Regions from separate parts of the Mus musculus genome. Here region 2 is linked to region 1. A link is a contact called in public HiChIP or PLAC-seq data. All regions are on one chromosome and are shown on one strand. Each heading gives the region's core, a stretch centred on a gene start, on an enhancer-like site or on the middle of the called end of the contact. The rest is flanking DNA. Distances are from core to core; before and after follow the strand shown. Region 1 holds the start of Btnl4 (butyrophilin-like 4). Region 2 holds the start of Notch4 (notch 4).

Region 1 (5,382 bases), core at 969-3,468:
TTTTAGGGGACCCACCTATAGAATTTGAGTTAAATTATGTATGTAGGAATTCACTACCCATTTCTCATCTCAAAATGGGAAACTAGAAATGAGTAGAGATAAAAATGACAGACGAGAGCACCCCTGTGAGCCCAGCACTGCACAGCAAGCTAAAGGACAGTCTGGCAAACATGAGAACTTCTCTCAAAACATAAAAGAAAATAAGGGGCTGAGTGACACGAGCCCTCAGTTTCCTCCCACACACAGGTCACCCAAGGTTTTTAGAACAGGGATCAGTTAACCAACCTGCCACCTTCAGTTCCAAGATGGCCTCATCATAGAACACTCCTTGCTGGAAGTGGCAGATGTATATCCCACTATCTGATGCCTGGACATTTAGGATCCTCACAGCAGCTGTGCCTTGATGGAACTGGTCCTTCACCAGCAAGGTGCGCTGTGAATACCCAGGCATCTGCCCTTCCTTCTGCTCCTCTTGGTCCCGATAGAAAAGTACTGCTTCTGAGAATCTGCTGCGGAACCACCTCAACTCTTCCATGTTCTCCACATTCATGGCTGGAAACACGGAGCAGGGAAGGATGGCTTCCCCACCTGGTGCAGCCACAATGGGGTCTGAGGGACCAAAGACCCGGAACTCCTCTGTGGACACAGATGTAGCAGTGAGAGGCTGGAAAGACACAGGAGGATGCAGAGAACACACTCTAAAGGGGAATATCATCCCAGCAGAAAGCAAGGGATAGATGGAGTTGCTCTATGCACTGTGCACTAGGCATGCATGACAAACTAATTCACTAATGTACAAGTAACCTTTGGACATAGCAGTGCACCCCATAAATGATGTAAAACAAAACAAAACAAAACAAAAGCTAAACAACAACAACAACAACAAAAACACACTTCTGCCTGTGTCCCTGACCACAGACCCTTCCATGAAGGAATCCCTTGTGTATTCTTTCTCCAGCCTTCATGTACCTGGTCACCAGAGCATTTCAGGGAACTGACTCTTCACTGAGAGCTCTAGCCTCAGTATGTTTGGGTGGGTTCAAGATCATAAATTTATAAAGATCACTACAGATGCTCACACAATCAAGTATATGGCCACACCTTGGGAGACACGGGTGTAACTGGCTGATCTCATACAAGACCCAGGGAAGTTCCAACACCCAATCCTAATCCTGTTATCAGCCAATTTCTTCATCCACTGAATAATGTGAATATTAAAACAGAGAGCTGAGGCTGAAGAGATGGCAGAACAACTAAGATACAGGAGATTCCTCTAGAGGATACAGGTTCAATTCCCAGCACCTACAGGATGGATCATGACTACTTATAACTCCCTTCTGGATTCTGTGGCCATAAAGAATACAGGTGTATGTTACACAGACATACATTCAGCGGAAATGCCCAAACACATTAAATAAAGCATACACAGCCAAAGTATACTTCTCTGAAAAAAGCCACCTGATTCCAGGTGCCCGATAACTTTTTGATAAAGAAGGAAGATTGACTGCCTCACACTGGGAACCCTTGGCCCTCTAAACTGGAGGACTTTGACACAGGCACTGTGGCCCTAAGAGCTCCTTGTCACTCTGCACTGCTCCACTTGTGTCTAGCACACTGCTGCCACTGGAGAGACCAGGACACCTGTCTGCTGTCACCCAACCCCACGTCTATGACCCTAACATGGAGTCAAATCCTGTCTCTGCTCTGCTCAAGGCTCAGTCCTGACTCTGCTTTTCCCACCAGGGATCACCAAGCCCCCAGGCCTGCTCCCAACTCAGTCCTCCCCAACACAGCTCCTGCATCTCTCTCCCTGAGTAATTGCAGCACTGGCCTCTGCAGCTCCTCACACCCCAGGCACACTGTCTGTCCAAGGCTATCCCAACTATGATCCCCAGGTAGGGTCTGGTTATGGAGCTCAGGCTAGCCAAGGACTTACAATATTCCAGTGTCAGCCTCTCAAAGGCTGATGCACACATTGTCACCTGATATTTTTATTAGTCACACAATGTAAATGGAAAGATGAAATCTTGTATGCCAGATTTCTATGGGTCTCCTGTACATCTGACCTACAGAGAACCTGGCAGCTCAAACCCACTGCAGGGAGACATGGGAAGACAGACCAGGACAGACTCACGTGTGGTCACCCAGCTAAGCAGCTGTGTAAGGACAAACAGACAGGGGACATGGAAGAGCAGAGAGGGCTTGCGGTGATTTTCCATGTCCAGCAGAACTGAAGAGAAAAACAGGAGAGGCAGATCAACACCCTGCGGCAGGAGGTAAGAGGCCAGATCCACCCAGATCTTGGACCCCTCATCAGAGCCAGCATTGCTCAGGGCAGGAGATCAGCCCACAGGACTGAAACACATCAGTGCTCACAGGGTGAAGGCTCCACACAACCCAACTCTGACAAACAGCCCGGCCTGGACTCCTCTCAACCCTGGGCAGACTGGGCAGCTAGGGACACACAAGTCATTTCGTGGAAGCTATTCCTTTCCTTCCCACCTCAGCCCCAGCTCAGGGGCAGCCAAACTCTACTCCGAATTATAGGCCCTTCCTTTCTCAGAGCCTTGAGGAGAAGCCAGTGTAGACACCATGACAACAACTCCCTGTTATGCACAAAGTGCCTGTGACCCCAAGACATGGAGCCTATGACTCTTCCTTGGGAATAGAATGGACCCGATATTCTATGGCTCCACAACTGTGACCAGCCCCTTACCAGCATCTTCAGAGACACACAGTTCTCCAAGAATGCTGACAGGCCCATCACAAATGCCTTATCCTAGCTATTGGCTTTGGAGATTGTGTATGCTTCTGTCCCAGACCAGCCCCGCCATGGTTCCAGGTTACACCCAGACTCAGCAGGTGCCACACACACATGCCCCACAGCACAGGTTTACTCTCATAGTCTCTGTTGATAATGACCAAGCTGAGTGTACACACAATTGAAAAGAACAGGAGAGAGGCCAGAGCAGGCAGGCTGACTGGGGCAGTTGGGTGTTGGGCAGGGGAGGGCTCAGGGCAGGCCTGAGTTACCAGGCCAAAGAGAGTGGGGGGGGGGGGGGGGAAGAGAGAGAGAAGGAGAAAACACTTTTCTTCCCAAACCACGGGGGGGGGGGGGGGAGCCAAAGGCCTGAGAAGGACAAATATAGGGAGTTCTGAGCTGCCTTCAGGCTCAGACACCAGGGAGGTGACCTGCTGAAACTCACTCAGCATAACCTCCTTTCTGCTCCTTCTGCAGGCCCCAGCTGCCTTTAGTGCCCACCTACCTGCTTTTCTTTGCCCCCAGCTTTGAAAGGCTGTGACTTCATCAGGAGAAGCTCAGGGCCAAGGGGACCCAGCAGACCCCAAATCCTCTTCTCACACTTCATCCCCTCTCCAAGAGGTTCTCACAGCTCTAAGCTCTGCTCGCCTCAGTGCCAGCCTTGGGTTGCCTCAGGTCCAGGATCATGGTTTCTAGGGCAGCAGACAAGAAGTGCAGCCTGACTCAAGTTGTCACAGCCTCTCCAGAGACCACGATGACTACAGAGACAGCAGCTGTGGAGACAGGGCAGGCACAGTGTCCACCATGAGGACAAGAGAGACAGCAGCAGAGAAGATGGCAGGAACAGGAACAGAGTCACTGCCTATTCAAGCAGTGCCCTTTGAGCCACAGAGCAATTAGAGTTTCAGCCACGGAAACTGAAAGCTACAGTAATGTGACCTGGGCGTATGTTCCTTCTGAATGTGATGTTCTGTCAGGAAGAGGTGAAGGTTCACCTCACCACCCCAACCACACCCCTATCCCACCACTACACACCCTGTCCAATGGAGGGACTTCTCAGACCTACACTTTATGGAATGCTAAAAGATGATACAAAAAAGACAACACAACTTTATTGAATCCATTTTAAGCATCAGGAGCAGCTCATGTCTGCACACAACAGAGTTATATCAACTCCTGTCACATCTCCAAACAGAGATGGTGTCATGAGCTTAGATCTAGCTCCAGTAACTACTAAGATGAGGGGAAGGTATGTCTTCCTGAAACACGTAGTTTCTGCCAAAATCCCTGCCCTGTGTGCAGCCCAGCCCAAACCCAGCACCCAGATCACAGATTAAGCAGGAACCTGCCAGGGACCTTGGACTCCAGGTGCCTGGATGTAAACAAACTTTATCTCCTCCAGAGTCCCCAGCCTATGGCTTCCAAAGGGGATGACAGGTGAAGGCAATGACCAGGAGCAGGTCAGAGAGCCTTAGAAGACGCTGAGAAGACCTGGATGGGATGTGCATTGTGTCTTCACACGGGGCATCAAAGTCAAGCCAGCTGTAGTGACGATAGGAATTAATAAAGAAGCCAGAGATGATTGCTTGTATAAAAACATGACCTTGGGGCCGGGCAGTGGCAGCACATGCCTTTACCCAGCTGTCCAGAGGCAGAGGCAGGCGGGTTTCTGAGTTCGAGGACAGCCTGGTCTACAGAGAGAGTTCAAGAACAGCCAGGGCTACACAAAGAAACCCTGTCACAAAAAAAAAAAAAACAACAACAACAACTACAAAAACAAAAACAAAACAAAACAAAACAAAAGGACCTAAACTGTGTACACTAATCATATCAATAACCCAAACCGTAATGATCCTAACCATAACCATAACCTGAACCCAAAGAACTCTACCCCTAACGCTAACCCTAACACAAATCCTAACAACCCTAACACCAACCATCACCATAACCCTAAAACTAGCCATAACCCTCACCCTAACCCTAACACTAACTCTAACCCTAACAACACTAACCTTAACCATAACTGTAAACAGAAACATAACTTCTCAGAAGGTAGAGGCAGGAGGATCAGGAACTCAAGCTGTCCTTAGCTACATAGTGAGTTCAAGGTCAGCCTGAGCTATGTGAACCCTGTCTCAAACTCTGGATCCTGAGTGATACAGCACACATCTTTAATACCAGCAATGGTGGAACACAGGATCTCTGTCTGTTTTAGCCCAGCCTGGTCTACGCATCCAGTCCAGGCCACCTCTGTAGTGAACTCCTCACTCAAAAAGAAAAAAGAAAAAGGGAAATGAAAGAAGGAAAGGAAGAGAAAGAAAGAAAGAGAGAGAGAGAGAGAGAGAGAGAGGGAGGGAGGGAGGGAGGGAGGGGGAGGGAGGGAGGGAGGGAGAGGGAGGGAGGGAGGAAGGAAGGAAAGAGGAAGGAAGGAAGGAAGGAAGGAAAGAAAGAAAGAAAGAAAGAAAGAAAGAAAGAAAGAAAGAAAGAAAGAAAGAAAGAAAGAAAGAAAAGGGAGGGAGGGGGAGAGAGACAGAGGGGGGGGGGGGAAATATCAACAGCAGAACAAGAGGTGACATCATGATTACATAGATAAAAAGCATTAGCCACCAAGCCTGACAACC
Region 2 (5,873 bases), core at 259-2,758, 88 kb after region 1:
ACACAGCAAGTTCAAGGCCAGCCTGGTGGGGGTGGGGGCACACTGTCAGTGTTCCTAGCAGGCAGATCCTACTGCAGGCAGCTTCCAGGACTGCTCGAGGCTGAGCAACCTGCTCCTGCAGACAGCTCCTCCACCCTGGGCCGTACCTAGAGCTTGCAGAGCTCCAAGAATGGCTGACTCCAAAGCTGTGCTGGGTCCTCAGGGAGAGTGAGCCCTGGGCATTATAGCACACACTGTAATCCCAGCACTTAGGAGACTGGGGCAGGATGCTCGTGAGTTTGAGGCTAGCCTCCACTACCTGGTGAGTTCCAGGCCAGCCTGGGCTACAGAATGAGACCTTGTCCAAAGTTGAGGTTTTTTTGTTTTTTTTGTGTTTTTGTTTTTTATTTGGTTGGTTGGTTGGGTTTGTTTGTTTGCTTGCTTGCTTTTAATAAAGATAAAAGGAGGTAGCATGAACTTTTGGGGGTAATGAATTCCCTTTATGGTTGTCTTTTTTTATAGATGACTTAAATTTTATGTCTTGACTAACATCTTGACTGTACCCCAGCATCCTTTGTGGAGGAGAGAGGTAGAGGTGGATGAAATAGAGTGTCCCTTTGTTATTGGTAATGACAATATTTTACATTCCTCTCTGAAGGAAGGCCAAGCCTCCAGACTCGTGGTAAAGTATCAGTGTAGAACACGGGAAGCCTGGGTTCCGTCTCCACTCGGAGGAGGGCCCAGCGTCCTGTCCACTCCCCAGGAAAAAGCCAGGCATGGAGTCATGTGCCTGTAACCTCAGCACCCAGGTGGCAGCTGCAGAAGGATCCCACAGGTTCCAGGCCAGCCAGGACGATTCGCACAGCCAGGATGTTGCGCACAGTGAGATCTTGTCTCAAAATACCTTTTTAAAAAACTAACACCCCGGGCTGGTGAGATGGCTCAGTGGGTAAGAGCACCCGACTGCTCTTCCGAAGGTCAAGCCACCACATGGTGGCTCACAACCATCCGTAACAAGATCTGATTCTCTCTTCTGGAGTGTCTGAGGACAGCTACAGTGTACTTACATATAATAAATAAATAAATAAATAAATAAATCTTTAAAAAAAAAAAAAAAAACTAACACCCCCAGAAAGAGCCAAGGAAAGGTCTAAAGATCCCCTGGGTTTGCCAAAGTGACCGGTTTCAGTTCAAGACACGTTGCTGCTCCTTTGAAAAGAGGGTGTGTCACACCAGAAACTGAGAATCCTCCCCTTGTCCCAACACCTCTGTCTAAGACCTGCCCTTCCTGGGTCACAGTAGCATTCCCTTGCCACTCCCAGTCCTGTGAAAAGGAAGCCGTATTGACCATTAAAATGACAGGAACTCCCCCATTTGGCTGACCCCCCACCCTGGGCCCTAAGAGCAAACCAGCTCCCCTCCCGGCCAGCCACGCCCCTCTCTTACTCTCCCTTGTCTTCCTTCACACACACACCAACCTCTCGCTCCCCCCACCCCCCATCAGTAGGGTGTCCAGGACATTGTGTGACTCAGGAAACAGCTCAGACTGAGGCGTGCAGCAGGCTCAGGAGGAAGAAGGGCGGTAGAGGCAGAGGAGGTGGCCTTGCCTGGCCACAAGGGCTCTGAGGGTCCCTGCCTGAAGAGGGAGAGGAGATCCGGGCCAGGGGCAGGCGCTCTGGAATGCAGCCCCAGTTGCTGCTGCTGCTGCTCTTGCCACTCAATTTCCCTGTCATCCTGACCAGAGGTGAGGGGGTGGGGGCATATCTCTCTTGGGGAGATGCTTGGTGAGGTCAGGGAAGAAAGCCAAGTCCCAGGCTCTGAAAGGACACTGGAGGGAGGAGATTCTGTCCCCTCTAATGGGGACAACCTGCAGGGAGGGCTGACTGACTCCGGGGCTACAGGAGACCCAGGTTTGTGCCTGGTGCTAGGGGTGGTGCCTGCTGTTGGGTGGGAAGGAGGGTGTCCATGCCCAGGGAGAAGCCAGCTGGTTCTGAAGTAAGAGGAACAGACAGACAAACAGGAGAAAAAATGGACTGCCTGATATGGGGAAGAGAGGAGTGAGAAGCAAGAGATGGAGACAGAGAAGAGCCCACCGGCTCCCTTTCTGTCCAGATGTCCCCAACCCCAGTGGCTCATTGCTGGCCTTTCCTGAAGGAAATCCCTTAGGTGTCTCAGCCATTCACATCCCAGGAGCGCTCTTGGCTCCCTCCTAAGCCCTGTTGCCCTGCTTCCGGGGGATGGAGCTGGGCTGAACTTGGGAGACTGGAGAATAAACAGGAAAGGGGTGGGAAGAATAACAAGCTATGAATGGAAGGCCTGGGACAAGGCTGGGACAAGGGGACCCTGTGGAGACTGGGACTGGGGTGTGAAGGAGAGAGAGAGAATGATAGAGCACCATGCACCTGGGTAACATGGGGTGGGGGAGTGCTGAGCTGCTGGTCAGTGGCCTGTAAGGAGGACCTGGTGGAGGAAGGGCAAGCCATCTGGAGACCCTTGGACCCTGGGCTCCATCTCATCTTCCAGTCTCTTCTCCAGAGCTTCTGTGTGGAGGATCCCCAGAGCCCTGTGCCAACGGAGGCACCTGCCTGAGGCTATCTCGGGGACAAGGGATCTGCCAGTGAGTGTGCATCATAGGAGCGGGACCTGGGGAGACAGGACGGGGAGGAGGAGGGGGAATCACTGGCCTGAAATGTCCCTCTACCCCTAGGTGTGCCCCTGGATTTCTGGGTGAGACTTGCCAGTTTCCTGACCCCTGCAGGGATACCCAACTCTGCAAGAATGGTGGCAGCTGCCAAGCCCTGCTCCCCACACCCCCAAGCTCCCGTAGTCCTACTTCTCCACTGACCCCTCACTTCTCCTGCACCTGCCCCTCTGGCTTCACCGGTGATCGATGCCAAACCCATCTGGAAGAGCTCTGTCCACCTTCTTTCTGTTCCAACGGGGGTCACTGCTATGTTCAGGCCTCAGGCCGCCCACAGTGCTCCTGCGAGCCTGGGTGGACAGGTAAGTACAATCAGGAGGAGCCTGTAAGTCATTCTTGTTGCTGTGACTCAACTCCCCACAATGGCAGTAGCTGCCTGAAGGAAGGAAGGCTTTATCCAGGCTCAAGGTCTGAGGGTTCAGCATCCTGGTAGGGAAGTCCTGGTAGAGGTGACAGCCTAATATTGAACAGAAACCCAAAGCTGCCAGATCATACAAGATTTACAGTCAAGAGCAGAGAGAACGGCAACACCCTTGCTTGCTTGGTCTCATCTAGCGTTCTCCTGCCATGCATAGTTTGAGACCCTCACCTAGGGAATGATGCCACGCATAGGGAATGGTGCTGCCCACAGTGGGCTGAGCCCTTCTGCATCAATTATCAGTCTAGAGGATCCCAAAGACAAGCCCACAGGGCAACCTGACCTAGGCAATTCCTCAACTGAGGCTTTCTTCTCCGGTGATCTGGGTTGTGGCAAATTGGTAGACACAACTAACTAGCACACAGACGTAGATAAGTGCTGGTACACGGCTTGCTTGCTTTTTATGCAAGTCCGGAACAGCAATACGGGAATAGTGCTGCCCACATTCAGAGTAGCTTTCCCCACTTCAATTTTCCCAATCTGTAAACTCCCTCAAAGACATACCTTCTGGCCACTGCAGGTGTTGGGCACACATGTGGTGCACAGACATACAGACATATGCAAAACACTCGTAAACATGTAAAAAAAATCTGTAAAATGGAAAAAAGTAAAGAACGGGACAGTCGGGCCAGCAAGACTGCTCCGTAGGTAGCACCTGCTTCCAACCCTGGCAACCTGAGTTCAATTGTGGGATCCACACAATACCATGGAAGGAGAGAAACAAAAGAGTAGAAAGCAGGGCTGGAGGTGGTAGCTGAGCTGGCAGAGTGTTAGCCCAGCATGCATGGATGCCAGCATTTGATGCAATGGTGCATTATTCAGCTGCAGAGGCTGGAACACACGCCCATACTCAAGAAGTAGATGCAGGAGGATCAGCAGCTCAAAGTCAGGCTGGGCGGTGTAGTAAATCCCAGCATTCAGGAGGCAGAGGCAGGAGCATCTCTGTGAGTTAGAGAGTAGTGTTGTCTACAGAGCAAGATCCAGAACAGCCAGGGCTATGTAGAGAGACCCTGCGTCAAAAAAGGAGAAAGAGGAGAAGTTTGAAGTCATCTTTAGATAATGCTGATATTAGATCTTGACTTAAAGAAAACCAAAATGTGAACAATAATAGCAACAACAACAAGAAATTCACTCAGAGAGGCAAAGTGACCCAGCAGGGTACCACTGCAGGGAACCCTTGTCCCAAGCAATTTGTAAAACTCCCACTGTTAGCTACATGTGCTTTCCAAAGTAGAGGGTGTGAGCAATCCACACACAAGCCTCCTACCTAATGTACAGCAGAACAAAGACAGGCCAGGGAGCACCAGGGTAAATGGGCTTGAGAAAACAGGTGGGAGACGGGGAACGCAGGCAGGGCTCCTGCACACAGACCGCTGAGCACACTTCAACGCATAAAATAGACAGGGCAGTGCCTGAAACCGCCCCCTCCCCCACTCCAACCCTGTGCCCTGCTGCAGGTGAGCAATGCCAGCTCCGAGACTTCTGCTCAGCCAACCCCTGTGCCAACGGAGGCGTGTGCCTGGCCACATACCCCCAGATCCAGTGCCGCTGTCCACCTGGGTTCGAGGGTCACACCTGTGAACGCGACATCAACGAGTGCTTCCTGGAGCCGGGACCCTGCCCTCAGGGCACCTCCTGCCATAACACCTTGGGTTCCTACCAGTGTCTCTGCCCTGTGGGGCAGGAAGGTCCCCAGTGCAAGCTCAGGAAGGGAGCCTGCCCTCCTGGAAGCTGTCTCAATGGGGGCACCTGCCAGCTGGTCCCAGAGGGACACTCCACCTTTCATCTCTGCCTCTGTCCCCCAGGTAAAGCTTCCTGAGGCTCTGCTGCAACCCTGCCCCCTCAGGCTCGGTTTGTTTCTGCTAAGGTTGAAATAAATCATATTATAGCTATAGGTTGGGCTGAAATAATAAGCCAGGTGTGTCTTTGAGTGACAATATGTATTTGTAGAGAAAATGAGCCACTTATTAACAGGACTGACAATAAAATAATAGCTATTGTTACTTCGTAGGAAGTTGTTTGGGCTTGTAGTGCACCAAACAGTGAATATTTTGAGTTGGAGGCTCATCCTGATCATAAGATGGAATATGCTGATGCCTTGATATTGCTAAGATAAATAAAATTCCTAAATTTAAATTAATTAGAGGGTGGGGGTATTGGTAGTGGAATTTATAGACTTAGAGCTAATGTAAGTGAAAGAGTTGGTGCAATAATAAATAACGATATTGAGGTTGTTAAACGGCGTACAGGCTCTATGGCTGATTCCATGATCCTGACAGGTTTCACGGGGCTGGACTGTGAGATGAACCCAGATGACTGTGTCAGGCACCAGTGTCAGAACGGGGCCACCTGTCTGGATGGGCTGGACACCTACACCTGCCTCTGCCCCAAGACATGGAAGGGTGAGTTGTTCAGAGCAAATTCGTGGCGGCAGCAGTGCCTGCTCCTGGTCTCCCTCCCCACCAGGCTCCCAATGCCAGCCCTTGTCCCCTCTCCATGCCTCTACAGGCTGGGACTGCTCTGAAGATATAGATGAATGTGAAGCCCGGGGTCCCCCTCGCTGCAGGAACGGTGGCACCTGCCAGAACACAGCTGGCAGCTTTCACTGTGTGTGCGTGAGTGGCTGGGGAGGCGCAGGCTGTGAGGAGAACCTGGATGACTGTGCAGCTGCCACCTGTGCCCCGGGATCCACCTGCATCGACCGTGTGGGCTCCTTCTCCTGCCTCTGCCCACCTGGACGCACAGGTACAGATGGAGGGCATGGTGGAGAGGCAT

What was found. HiChIP or PLAC-seq counts read pairs in DNA pulled down with a chosen protein or histone mark.
Region 2: a contact with region 1 is called in an H3K4me3 HiChIP or PLAC-seq map of intestinal villus epithelium, with 12 read pairs. The contact joins the promoter of Notch4 here to the promoter of Btnl4 in region 1. A contact is called at or near these places in 1 of 39 promoter capture datasets (macrophages), 1 of 15 datasets of contacts at CTCF or cohesin (the NIH/3T3 cell line), 2 of 484 Hi-C or Micro-C datasets (bone marrow-derived macrophages and liver), 4 of 115 datasets of contacts at active chromatin or transcription factors (cardiomyocytes, embryonic stem cells, intestinal crypt epithelium and 1 more) and 2 of 9 other capture datasets (adipose tissue and macrophages).

Annotation. Positions count from the first base shown.
Region 1 is chr17:34,473,719-34,479,100 of GRCm38.p6, forward strand. It overlaps Btnl4 (butyrophilin-like 4), which reads right to left and starts at 2,219. Exons shown (of 9, transcript NM_030746.1): 1 at 2,135-2,219; 2 at 286-636. The coding sequence starts at 2,219.
Region 2 is chr17:34,562,787-34,568,659 of GRCm38.p6, forward strand. Notch4 (notch 4) reads left to right here and starts at 1,509. Exons shown (of 30, transcript NM_010929.2): 1 at 1,509-1,723; 2 at 2,515-2,596; 3 at 2,687-2,982; 4 at 4,556-4,903; 5 at 5,378-5,500; 6 at 5,607-5,843. The coding sequence starts at 1,660.